2 separate regions of the Mus musculus genome follow, and region 1 is linked to region 2. The links are chromatin contacts, called in public HiChIP or PLAC-seq maps. All regions are on one chromosome and are shown on one strand. Each heading gives the region's core, a stretch centred on a gene start, on an enhancer-like site or on the middle of the called end of the contact. The rest is flanking DNA. Distances are from core to core; before and after follow the strand shown.

The links. HiChIP or PLAC-seq counts read pairs in DNA pulled down with a chosen protein or histone mark.
Region 1: an H3K27ac HiChIP or PLAC-seq map of hepatocytes shows a contact between it and region 2, with 4 times the contacts expected there. The contact joins two enhancer-like sites. A contact is called at or near these places in 1 of 15 datasets of contacts at CTCF or cohesin (large pre-B cells), 23 of 484 Hi-C or Micro-C datasets (the AML12 cell line, B cells, the Ba/F3 cell line and 15 more), 6 of 115 datasets of contacts at active chromatin or transcription factors (the HPC-7 cell line, bone marrow-derived dendritic cells, embryonic stem cells and 3 more) and 4 of 9 other capture datasets (adipose tissue, embryonic stem cells, liver and 1 more).

Annotation. Positions count from the first base shown.
Region 1 is chrX:140,563,655-140,569,002 of GRCm38.p6, reverse strand. The region is part of intron 2 of Tsc22d3 (TSC22 domain family, member 3); the gene reads left to right. Among named protein-coding and RNA genes, the nearest start is that of Gm39538, 32 kb to the right of the region's middle. Within about 2 kb of position 3,557, at least 20 of the 459 cell types and tissues checked have an H3K27ac peak or open chromatin away from gene starts, as enhancers often do. A contact at or near this core is called in hepatocytes and liver, where this site is marked.
Region 2 is chrX:140,489,526-140,494,387 of GRCm38.p6, reverse strand. No RefSeq gene overlaps it. Among named protein-coding and RNA genes, the nearest start is that of Prps1, 35 kb to the right of the region's middle. Within about 2 kb of position 1,822, at least 19 of the 459 cell types and tissues checked have an H3K27ac peak or open chromatin away from gene starts, as enhancers often do. A contact at or near this core is called in hepatocytes and liver, where this site is marked.

The sequences.
Region 1 (5,348 bases), core at 2,308-4,807, 73 kb before region 2:
AGGCGAGGTATGGCAGCAGGTCCACCAGGTCAGTGATTCCGGGCCACTCCGGGAGCATGGACTGGCAGAAAAATAGTATCACCTCTATTGAGATCAGGTGCCCAGAGCCCCTTATCTCAGAAGCATTACCACTGACCTGTGAGGTGACCTGAGATCTCTGACAGTCAGGCTGATGGCATTGTGGGGTCAGCTGCCTGTGGAACCAGGAGCTGTTTTCAGAGTTCCTGAGAATCGAAGATTTCTGTAGAAGATATGAAGATCCCATGTTGATCCCAGGCTAGGATCAGATTCATATCAAAAATCTGGAAAATTTGCATGGAAGCCCTGAGGAAGCCAGACTGTGGACCTGGGGATAAGTGCTGCCAGTAGACTATGAGTGGGAGTGAGCAGGGGCCAGGCAGCAGTATATACTCTGTTTCTCTGACGGACCTCGAAGCCAGCCCTTGCAGGCTGCCTTTTCATATTTGGGAACTGTGGAGAGGAAGGAAGAGAGGCCTCCATAAAGCCACAAAACTGGGGTTAGAGTGAGGGAGAATTCTGTTTGTGATCATTTCATGACACCAGAACTCCACTATTTCATAAAACTTTTGAGGGAAGCATTTGTAAATTGGACATAAACTAGTCAAGGAGAACAGTGATGTAGTGACACACAGAAAGGATTGTCATGTACAACAAATAAGCATAGCCTCCCAAACAAATACAGTCTTATTTACAACCACCTTCTTCTTATACATACACATGCACACACTTAAATACACATGCCAACAAGTATATACAGAGATGTCACTGCACACTCATCCCACACCCTGAACATGGTTCCATCACACTAATTTTCTGTGAAGATGTCAGTGACCTAGGCCACATCAACCACAAGTAGAGCTTCACTTTGGACAGTTGTTAGAAAGGAACAAGTTCCTTAGGATAATAGGGACATTTTCTAATACTTACAAAAAAAAGTCAGGAAGAAAGAAAAGAAAACAAAGAAAGGCTGAAGTCCTCCCACAGGCAGGCTCATGCTCTGGGTGTGCTTTCGCAGGCCAGAAACTACAGAACTGGGAGTACTGCCAAGTGCTTTATCAAAGGAAACAGCCTGCCCAACAGCTGGAGATGGTCTTCTGCCAGCTGTGTGTGCCTCTTGGTCTCCTTCTTTTCACTCTTCTCCTATCTTCATCTATCCATCTCCTGCAGCCTTGCACTTTGCATTGGTAAATGCCATATACAGATATCCTTGGAACAGAGAAATCTTCATGCTATAAGTAACTAAGCAGCTCACAACCCCAGCTAGTCTAGAAGAGGCTGTCTTGAGAGGGAATGTATTGCCCAGAAGCTGGTTTCTAGGAATAGAGCAACAGGTGTGCACTATGGGAGCTCTTTGCTACACCTGGAGTCCTGAGGAGACACAATCCAGTAGTTCCTCCTTAGCCTCCCTGTCAACCCACAGTGGGTGGTAGGTGCCTAGGGAGATTGTGTGTGCTGGCAGCAATAGGATATTTTCCAGCAACCTCAGCAACATTACCATCCATATTCATTAATTAGTTAGTTACTTGGATTCACTTCTCTGAGCTTTAGGCTTCCCAATGAGAGAAGAAACAACAACGCTGGGCAGAGGGAAAGCTTAGAGGAAAGGTGTTCTGAGGGTGGCAGGACTACTGCCAGACACTTAAGAAAAGAAGGATCAAGGCAGACCTCCTGAGACCTCACTTCTTTTTTGGGTCTACATCCACTTGAGATTTCTTGTTTGGCAGCTGAAATGGCCAGGACCAAAAGATATACATTGAGATGTATATGTGGAAACAACCTCATGATAATGAAATCCTCTGGGGCTGCTAAATTCAAAGACATTACTGATCTCTGAGTGCTGAAGGCATTGCCACAACTCTAAAGGAAGCCATAGAGGATTCATACTATTCTCTGCTCATACAACCTGTACCTCTTGCCTTAGTTGACCCTAAAAATGACTTGAGAAAAACCTGCACATGCCCCAAGAGCAGGAATCCTGTTCATCTCTCTATCACCAAGTGGTGGGCATATACTGACTGCTTAAGTAATCAATGACCTAAACACCAGAGATACTCACTTTAAGGATTTAAATCAGTGGGAATCAGTAAACTTGGTATGTATTTATTGTTCAAAGTCACCACGTTGGACTTCTTTGTCCTTCAGCCAAATTTCACTGAGTACTAATGAGCAAAAAATGTGAATGGTCTTGGAGCTGGCATCTCAGAGGTATTGTTCTGCCCATCATCCCTGTCCCACTTAACATTATGGTTCTACCCTGGCCAAGATCTCGAATCTTCCTTCCCAGTCTTCCCTTTCACCTTCCCTGAAGCTTCTACAAAGGAGAGCACTCTTCCTCTTAATCACAAGTGGCTCTGAAGCATAATGAGCATACACTTTGTTTGGAACCAGACCTGAATCCTTAGTCAGTCACTTCCTAAACCTGATACAACTTTTAGTTATTCACTCTCTGAGCATCAGCTTCTCTCTGTGTGAATTGAAATGGTACAGATAATATTAACCATAAGACTTTGGGAGGTCTAATTGTGATTACATATGTATTATACATAAAGTGCTTTGGACATTATTCAGTACAAAGCAGATACTCAATGATCACTAGCTGATGATTTTTATTACTATTCCTCTGTATTTGTGTGGTAGTGGAGGGAGTTGGTCCCACACAGATGGGGTGATAGAGCTGACTTTATGAAAAACCAGACACCCTGACTAGAACACTTTGAAGACCTTTCAAGTAATTGCATTTGTCAAACCCTGGCAACTACAATCTTGAATGGAACAAGGAGCAATAAAGTAGAGCCTAACTCTCAGTTCAGTGCCTGCCCGATCATGTCTGTCCCAAGTAATTTCTCCTTTGCGACATAGACTACACTGGCTCCTAAGTTAGGGGCCAAATGTTTTCTGGAAAGTTCACCATAACATCTCTAACCTGACTTGCTTACTTCCCTCATTTCGGGTCTCATCTGTTTCAAGTTTCCTTCCTGCCCTATGTGCTAATAATACACATTCCTTGCCACATATTTCCCAGTGTGTGCTCAAGTTTAAGTACATCTTAAAGTACCAGGAATATGACTCAAAAGGAGTACTACTTCTATCACTGTCTGTTTATGAGAGAATGTGAGTGTGTGCCTACAGCCTTGGAATGCCAGTTCCTCTACATAGTAAACTTTGTGACCACAAAAGTTTCTTGTTCCTAACCCAACTACAGATTGTTTAACCTGCCATTAGCAGGGAACCTCTGGAAATAAGGAGGCCTACATGGAATTGATTTTGTCTTTACAAATGGAGGTTTGAGGGACTTGATTCCTCTAGATCCCTCAAAGAGTACTTCTAATGGTTGGCACCACCAGCATTCAGCTGTGAGGAGCAAATGGCAAGAGGGAAGAGATTTCAGGTCTGCCTTGGCTACCACTGATTTCTTATTTCCTCTCCTTTTCTAGTTTGAGAGCATTTGTTGCTGTCTGAAGGACTGGGCAGTGCCAACACCACAATAAACAGCTTGTCCAGTACACACAAGCTCTTTGGACCCTGAAATGTCAGCTGGCCAACTGGCGCACAGCTAGACCCTGCTGCGTGCTGTTTGCATCCGGCCCCAACAATGCCACTCAGCACTTGTAGAGCCATGTGTCATAGCAACAAGGCTGGGAGTAGGTTACCCACAGGGACCTGGCCATAGCTCTGAGAAGCCAAGCTCAGAGACCATACTTAGGGCCTCAGATAAAAATGACTGCCTTAAAGATCCAGATCTGCTCATCTTAGACCAGCTGTATGGCTGGTCCTTCTCCATCCTGTCTCAGACTTGGCTCTTTGGATAGCAGACAGACAGACTCCCTATGCCCCATATGGCTGGGCTGCTGACTGGTGTTGAACAGAAATGTCTCACCCAGTGAAAGCTTGTGGAGTGTGGGATATGTGCCTCCAGGGTGGTGCAGACTGAGCATAAAGGGCAAGAGAGGAAAGAAAGCGGCAATGGGGTCTGGTGGCAACAGTGCTAGGCCAGGATCCAGGAAGCCTGGGCTGTGCTCCCAGCCTCTGCCACCAACTCCCTTGGTGTCCTTGAGCAAGATCACCCAGAGGGCAGGGTTGGGAGAATAGGCACAGGGCCAAAGCCTTGCCTAGGAGATGAGCTGCAAAACCTTGTTCATACAGCTGAGAAGTGGAGGTTAGGTGTTTAATCAGGAAGTTTTATCCAGCTACCTCATTGCCATTAAGTAACCTGGATGCATTTTGACAGTTAACACAACCAAGCTTGAAGGTCCAGAAGACATATCAGAAAAGATGGGTAAATTCTTTAATTTTCTTTGGAAGTCAACAGGCAGAGATCTGTGCTGTCAGAATGGCAGAGAGTACAGTTGTTCCTTATCCATGCAACTCGTTGATACTGTCTTAACTTCTGCACCTCACAACCACACAGGACATCTTCTCTGGGACAGTAAACTTGTACCTGGTTCTGGGAGTTTATATACAAGGAACATCTCCTACCTCATTTCAGGTACCTCTGTCCCAAAACTCAGGTACCCACAGCATGGCACATATTCAGTCCCAGGACCTATTTGACATCTCATCTCTTTGAGTTTCCTTTCAAGCAGGAGATCTGCTATTTATCAAGTCCTGTGGGTATTCCATGGAAATGAGCTCATGGGGTGCTCTAGTATTAAACTGCACAAAATACAGTTGATAGAATTATACCAGTATCTGCTGACACTCAGTAGATATTCAACATGTATTGTCAAGTGAATGCAGTCTAGAATAAATTTGTAATACTCTTGTATAGAAAGGTTGTATCTACTACTACACATTCCAGGAAGACAGACTTCTTTCCATGGCAGAACCAGTTCAGGGGGGGTGAGGACATGAAAAAAAAAAACCCTGCCAGAAAATAGTATGGAGTGACCCACCTTCTATGTATATATAGAGAAAGTGGGTATAACTATGGTGTGGTGGGGAGGATGTCTGGGCAAAGGACTCACTGCAGTCTGAGAGCCTGTGACACTTTGAATCATAGGAAGGCCACTATGGTAGTGTCTGATTGGCTTTTGGGATCTCTTAGGGAATTGAAGTTCCAGTATGACAAAGCTATGTCAAAGCTGAGATTTTAGCATCTTGTCTGGTGCTTTGGGCAACTCATTATTATTTCCAAGTAGATGCCAGTTGTCAGGAAGTACCTTGGAGTTGGGAAACAGTTCCTGGGGGAATCAGAAAGGTTTAGGTCAGGGTCCTCACCAATTACTGATAATAAACAACATAGTCCTGGTCTTCATTGTTACAGGAATTTAGAGCTGTGTTTTGGTATTTGAAGCTTCTTACAACAGATTTAAATGCTGTCTGTACCT
Region 2 (4,862 bases), core at 573-3,072:
TGGCATAAGTTAAAGGGCGGAAACCAGGAGGTGAACTCAGAGCACAGTCAAGCACCGGGCTCCAAATGCATACCGTGCTGCCGCAGAGGGTGGGCCCAAAAGTTGGTTTTAAGCTTTCTAGCAGCCAACAGGAAAGGGGAAACCTTGCTGTTACGCAGTTCACAATGTCCAGGAGATAAAAAACAAACCTAATTGCTCAGAAGGGCAACTGTTCTCAGTCCTAAGATCAGACAGGAATTCCTCCCAGGGGCCTCAGAGAGGATGCTGTGGGATACAATGAACAACATCCTTGACAACATCCTTCCAATAGCGGCAGCAACAAGTTTCAAAGGACCTGTTTTTCCATAAGAGCCCTTAGGATCAGCCGCTGGTCAGTATCCCAATAAAACCAGGCCGTTAGAAACCAAAAATAGCATGTGAAGGTACAGAACAGGGAATCTAGTGGTCACATGGGCGAGAAAAGACAGTTATATATAGGCACATGCACACATACGATGTCTCTGGAAGAATACATTGGCAATAGAGGTTGCCTGGACGGAGAGGAAGTAGAGAACTAAGGCCTGGGACAGGAGAGAGAGACTTCCTTTTCACCCTATACCAGCTCATACTGCCTGGATTTCAGTAAGCATGGTTTATCTTTTTGTCAACAAGAGCATTGATTAATCGTTAAAATAATAATGGCATTGAAGGGTCAGAGGGTCAGAGGCATTTTGTCCCTGGGCTGCAGGCAGGGTGAAGATGTTCAAATATTAGCTTTGATGTTCAAACAAGAAAAGGAAGTGAGATGGGCTGTCATGCACGCCTCTGTTTTCAATGCTTAGGACTCCAAAGCAGGATGAATGTGAATTCAAAACCAGTCTGAACTGTGTGTGTGTGTGGGGGGGAAGGAGACAGGAGAGAGGGAGAGGGAGAGAGAGAGTAGAGGGAGGGAGGGAGGGAGAGAGAGGGGGAAGGGAAGGAGAGAGAGGACTCAGTGTCCCAGTGGTGTGGCTTGAATCTGTGATTATCTGAGACCCCACACTCAGAAGGATAAGGTAGGCTGATCAAACGTTCTGAAAGAAGATCTTGACAGAGATGAGAGAGAGGAAATTGTGATCAGAATACAGCATATAAATTTTCAATTGAAAAAAAATGTTCCAGGATAGTCTGGGGCTACAATAAGAAGGAAGAAAAACAATCTTTATTGCGCAACACTGGGCATGAAGGGGCTTTTAATAACTGCTGCTTTATCTCATTTGCTCCACATAGTAACCCTGCTAGGGACATTTACCACAGCAATCTTCCTTGGAGAAGACACAGAAGTTGAGCTGCTTTTTTTGTTGCTGTTCTTCCCATCATTGATTTTTAGGGTAGATGAGCAAGAGGGAGCAAAACACACATCTGCACAGCATTTGAAAAAGCAGCCATGAAGGTGGAGGCACCCAGGGACTCCCTACTTGGTGTTACCTCCAGAGAAACTTCTTTCCATTTCTTCACCGGGGCTTGGAGTGGTGACAGATCACTAGAGTTCAGGCTCGGGATCAGAATTTACTCAAAATTAGGAGAACCCAGCAAAACCAGGAGGTCCAGTGTTAAATGCATTTCAGAAAATAAACAACCAAACAAACAGCAAAGATAATGTTGGTATGGGTGTTACCTGGCCTTGCTACTTAAAAGCTACCTCCATACAAGGCCTTTGTCTAAAACATGGTGCGGGTGGAAGAACAGATCCTCGTTTCCTGACCAGAGTGGAAATCTTGGTTTGTCATTCCATCCATGCTGGCCTGGATAAGTTGGGGCCATTTTTCTCTGTTCTGCTTGGCTGCAGTGAAGCAGTTGTGTTGCAAGTGTTCTATTTTGCCAGGGCGCCTCTTTCCTGATCCTCTGCCTGGAGAAGCTGGATTCTACTCGACATTCTTCTGTTGGCATATCTGAAAACCTGTCTAGCACCCAAGACAAGATAGAGGAAGCAAAAGGAGAACCCGAGGTGCCCACATAGTCCCTAGTTAGTCTTCCGTTTTCTTCCTGTCTTTAAGAACATTACATTTAAAAATGCATAATGTTCAGTGTAGTTATCGGTAAGCTCTGTATCTTTATTTTCCAAACCTAGCGACCCTACCCAGGATTCCTATTACTAGCTGAGGTAAGAACATTTTGGGGACTTTAGAAGAATTTTCAGCCACAAAGAGGGGAACAATAAGAACGTTCTGTACAGCCCATTGTCCCTCCTTTTTTTTTTTTTTTTTTTTCCTAAACGGAATTGAGCTGACCAGTCAATTTTCTTGCCCAAGTTCTGTTAAAGTTTTACTGAGCTTTCAGAACCTTGGCTAACTTCCCTTTTCATGTATTTGCCAGTGACATTGAGTTTGTGCTAATGAGGCCCTCTGCTGTCTGCAGAGAGTAGGGCACTGCCATAAATCCCGAAGAGGGAGCACTTTCTTCCGTAGTAGAACAAGTTCATGAATTATGTCCAATTATTAGAGTAGCTGATTCCCAAAGCCAGGAGATTTCTAGAGCCCTGATGCTACTTAATTTCACAACACTCTTTTCTTCTTCTCACAGATGTTTGTAGTGACACAGTTTGAAAATAAACATTATTTCAAACTGCATTTTAGACATTAAGTGACAAGCTCTCCCCTTAATATCCAAATTAGGATCTGAAGACCACCTTGGCGGTCTCAGTGAAACATGGCTGGGTACAGTAATCAATACTGTTGGCCAAAAAGAGGAGACCACTCAGAGAACGAAAGCTAGGAAGACATGTAGCCCTGCTTGCCTGAACCTTTCTGGGACATTTCTTTTCAGCAAACCAAGATGAAAGTTGAATGTTCAATTTCAAGAGCAATGCAGGCCCCAATCTATTCGGAAGGACATGCTTTTCCTATCAGGAGCCTATTCTGATCCACTAAAGCCTGAATAGGAGCTGGAGGAAGGCAAGGGTAGCTGACCCTATCAAAGCTCAGAGGACCTGATAAGGACGCCAAGATACACTCATTCTTCCATACAAGTTTCCGCCCATCTTCTGCCAACCTCTGGAACACAGTTACCATTGATGTCGATTCCCCATTGTTCCTGAGTGGAGAGGACGGAAGGGAACTAACACTTACTTGGGAAGAGGACTCTTATCAGGTCCTCCACACAATGTTTTATCATTTACAGCAGTCATAGTAAACAGTATGGAATGACAAAATCCTCCATGGACTCTAGCCTGCTTCCATACTAGGTGCTTCACCTTAGTTGCATTTAACCCTTACAACCTTTGAAAGGTCCTCTTTTCCCACCTTGGGTTTCCGATCTTGAACCTGGACTTGCATAGCTAATACTTTTACCTGCTGAACTATCCCATCCTGCTTGCCTGCCCGTGTCATGTTTTTAACATGTGTCTACTGGTGTTTAACATGTTTGTAATGTTTATTTGTCATTCTTATATCATTTCTTACTGATGTTTCTTAGTGGGAGCTCTTATCTAAGTCTTGAGTTTTAGCTGGCTTTTTCTGACAGTTTTAGTAAGGGAAGCAGGGGATGGGGTATCACTTTAGTATTGCCCTTTAGGGAGAGACGTATAGATTTCCCATTTAGCCTCCACTGACAGCCACATTGGAAACTTCCTCCTTACTAGTGTGTGCAATGAGAGGTCCATGACTAGGTTTCCCATGACACCTCCCACTTCCTGAAGAGGAGGAGTGGGAGTTCCTTGCTGTTATTCCCCACATGGCCTCCATTGACTTAACAGAGTGGGGAATAACAAGTGAGGTACATCCCAGACGTTGTGGTTTTTAATGTCCAACTCAGTTTTATTCTGTGTGTGTGTTCTGTATACATGTATATACACATGAATATACTATTCTATCGCACTTTACCTTATTCTTTTGAGAAAGGATCTCTCACTGAACCTAGGGCTCATTGTTCTAGTTAGGCTGACTATCCACCTGGTTCTGCCTTCCAGTGCTCTGGATACTATGTGCTTTTTGTGGGTGGGGTTGAGGATCTGAATTCATTGCTTCATGCTTACACAGGAAGAACTCTTCTCATTGTGCAACCTCTCGAAGCCCCTTTAAAAATTGGCATACATTCTCTGTACACAGTAATGGGTTTTATAGACATTTATACAGACTCTTAAAATACAAAATTAAATAAAACAAAAACAACTAAAAGTGGGCTGGGCAGTGGTGGCGCATGCCTTTAATCCCAGTACTCAGGAGGGAGAGGAATTTGAGGCCAGCCTAGTCTAAACAGCAAGTTACAGGATAGCCAGGGTTAAACAGAAAAGGCCTGTCTCAACAAAACAAAACACCTAAAGATGAAACTACCATATGACCTAGCTATGCAGCTCCTACACACATACCTGAAGGGCTCCAAAACAGCTCATTACAGAAAAACTCGTGTACCTATCTTTTAGAAAGATTTTATTTATTTTATGTATATGAGTGTTTCGACTGCATGTATTTATATATACCACATGTGTTCCTGGTGTCCACAGAGAATAAAAGACAGTGCCAGATTCCTTGGAAATAGTTAGATGGTTGTGAGTCACCATGTGGGTGCTTGGAATTGAACCTGGGACCAGCCATCTCTCCAGTCCCAGGCATCCAACTTTATTGCTGCATTATTCGCAATAGACAAACCAAGGAATAAGTTTAGATATCCTTCAATAGATTGAATAAATCCCAGCACTCACACTGGTTGGCTCACAATAACTAATAGCTCCAGCTCCTGGGAATCTGACACTCTCTTTGGGCCTTATGAAAAACCTACACTCACAACACACACACACACACACACACACACACACACACACACACAAAAAAAAATCTTAAAAAGTAAAATAAAAATTAAAAAGAAAATGCGGTATGTACTTATAAGAAAGCTTTGTTCAACCATGA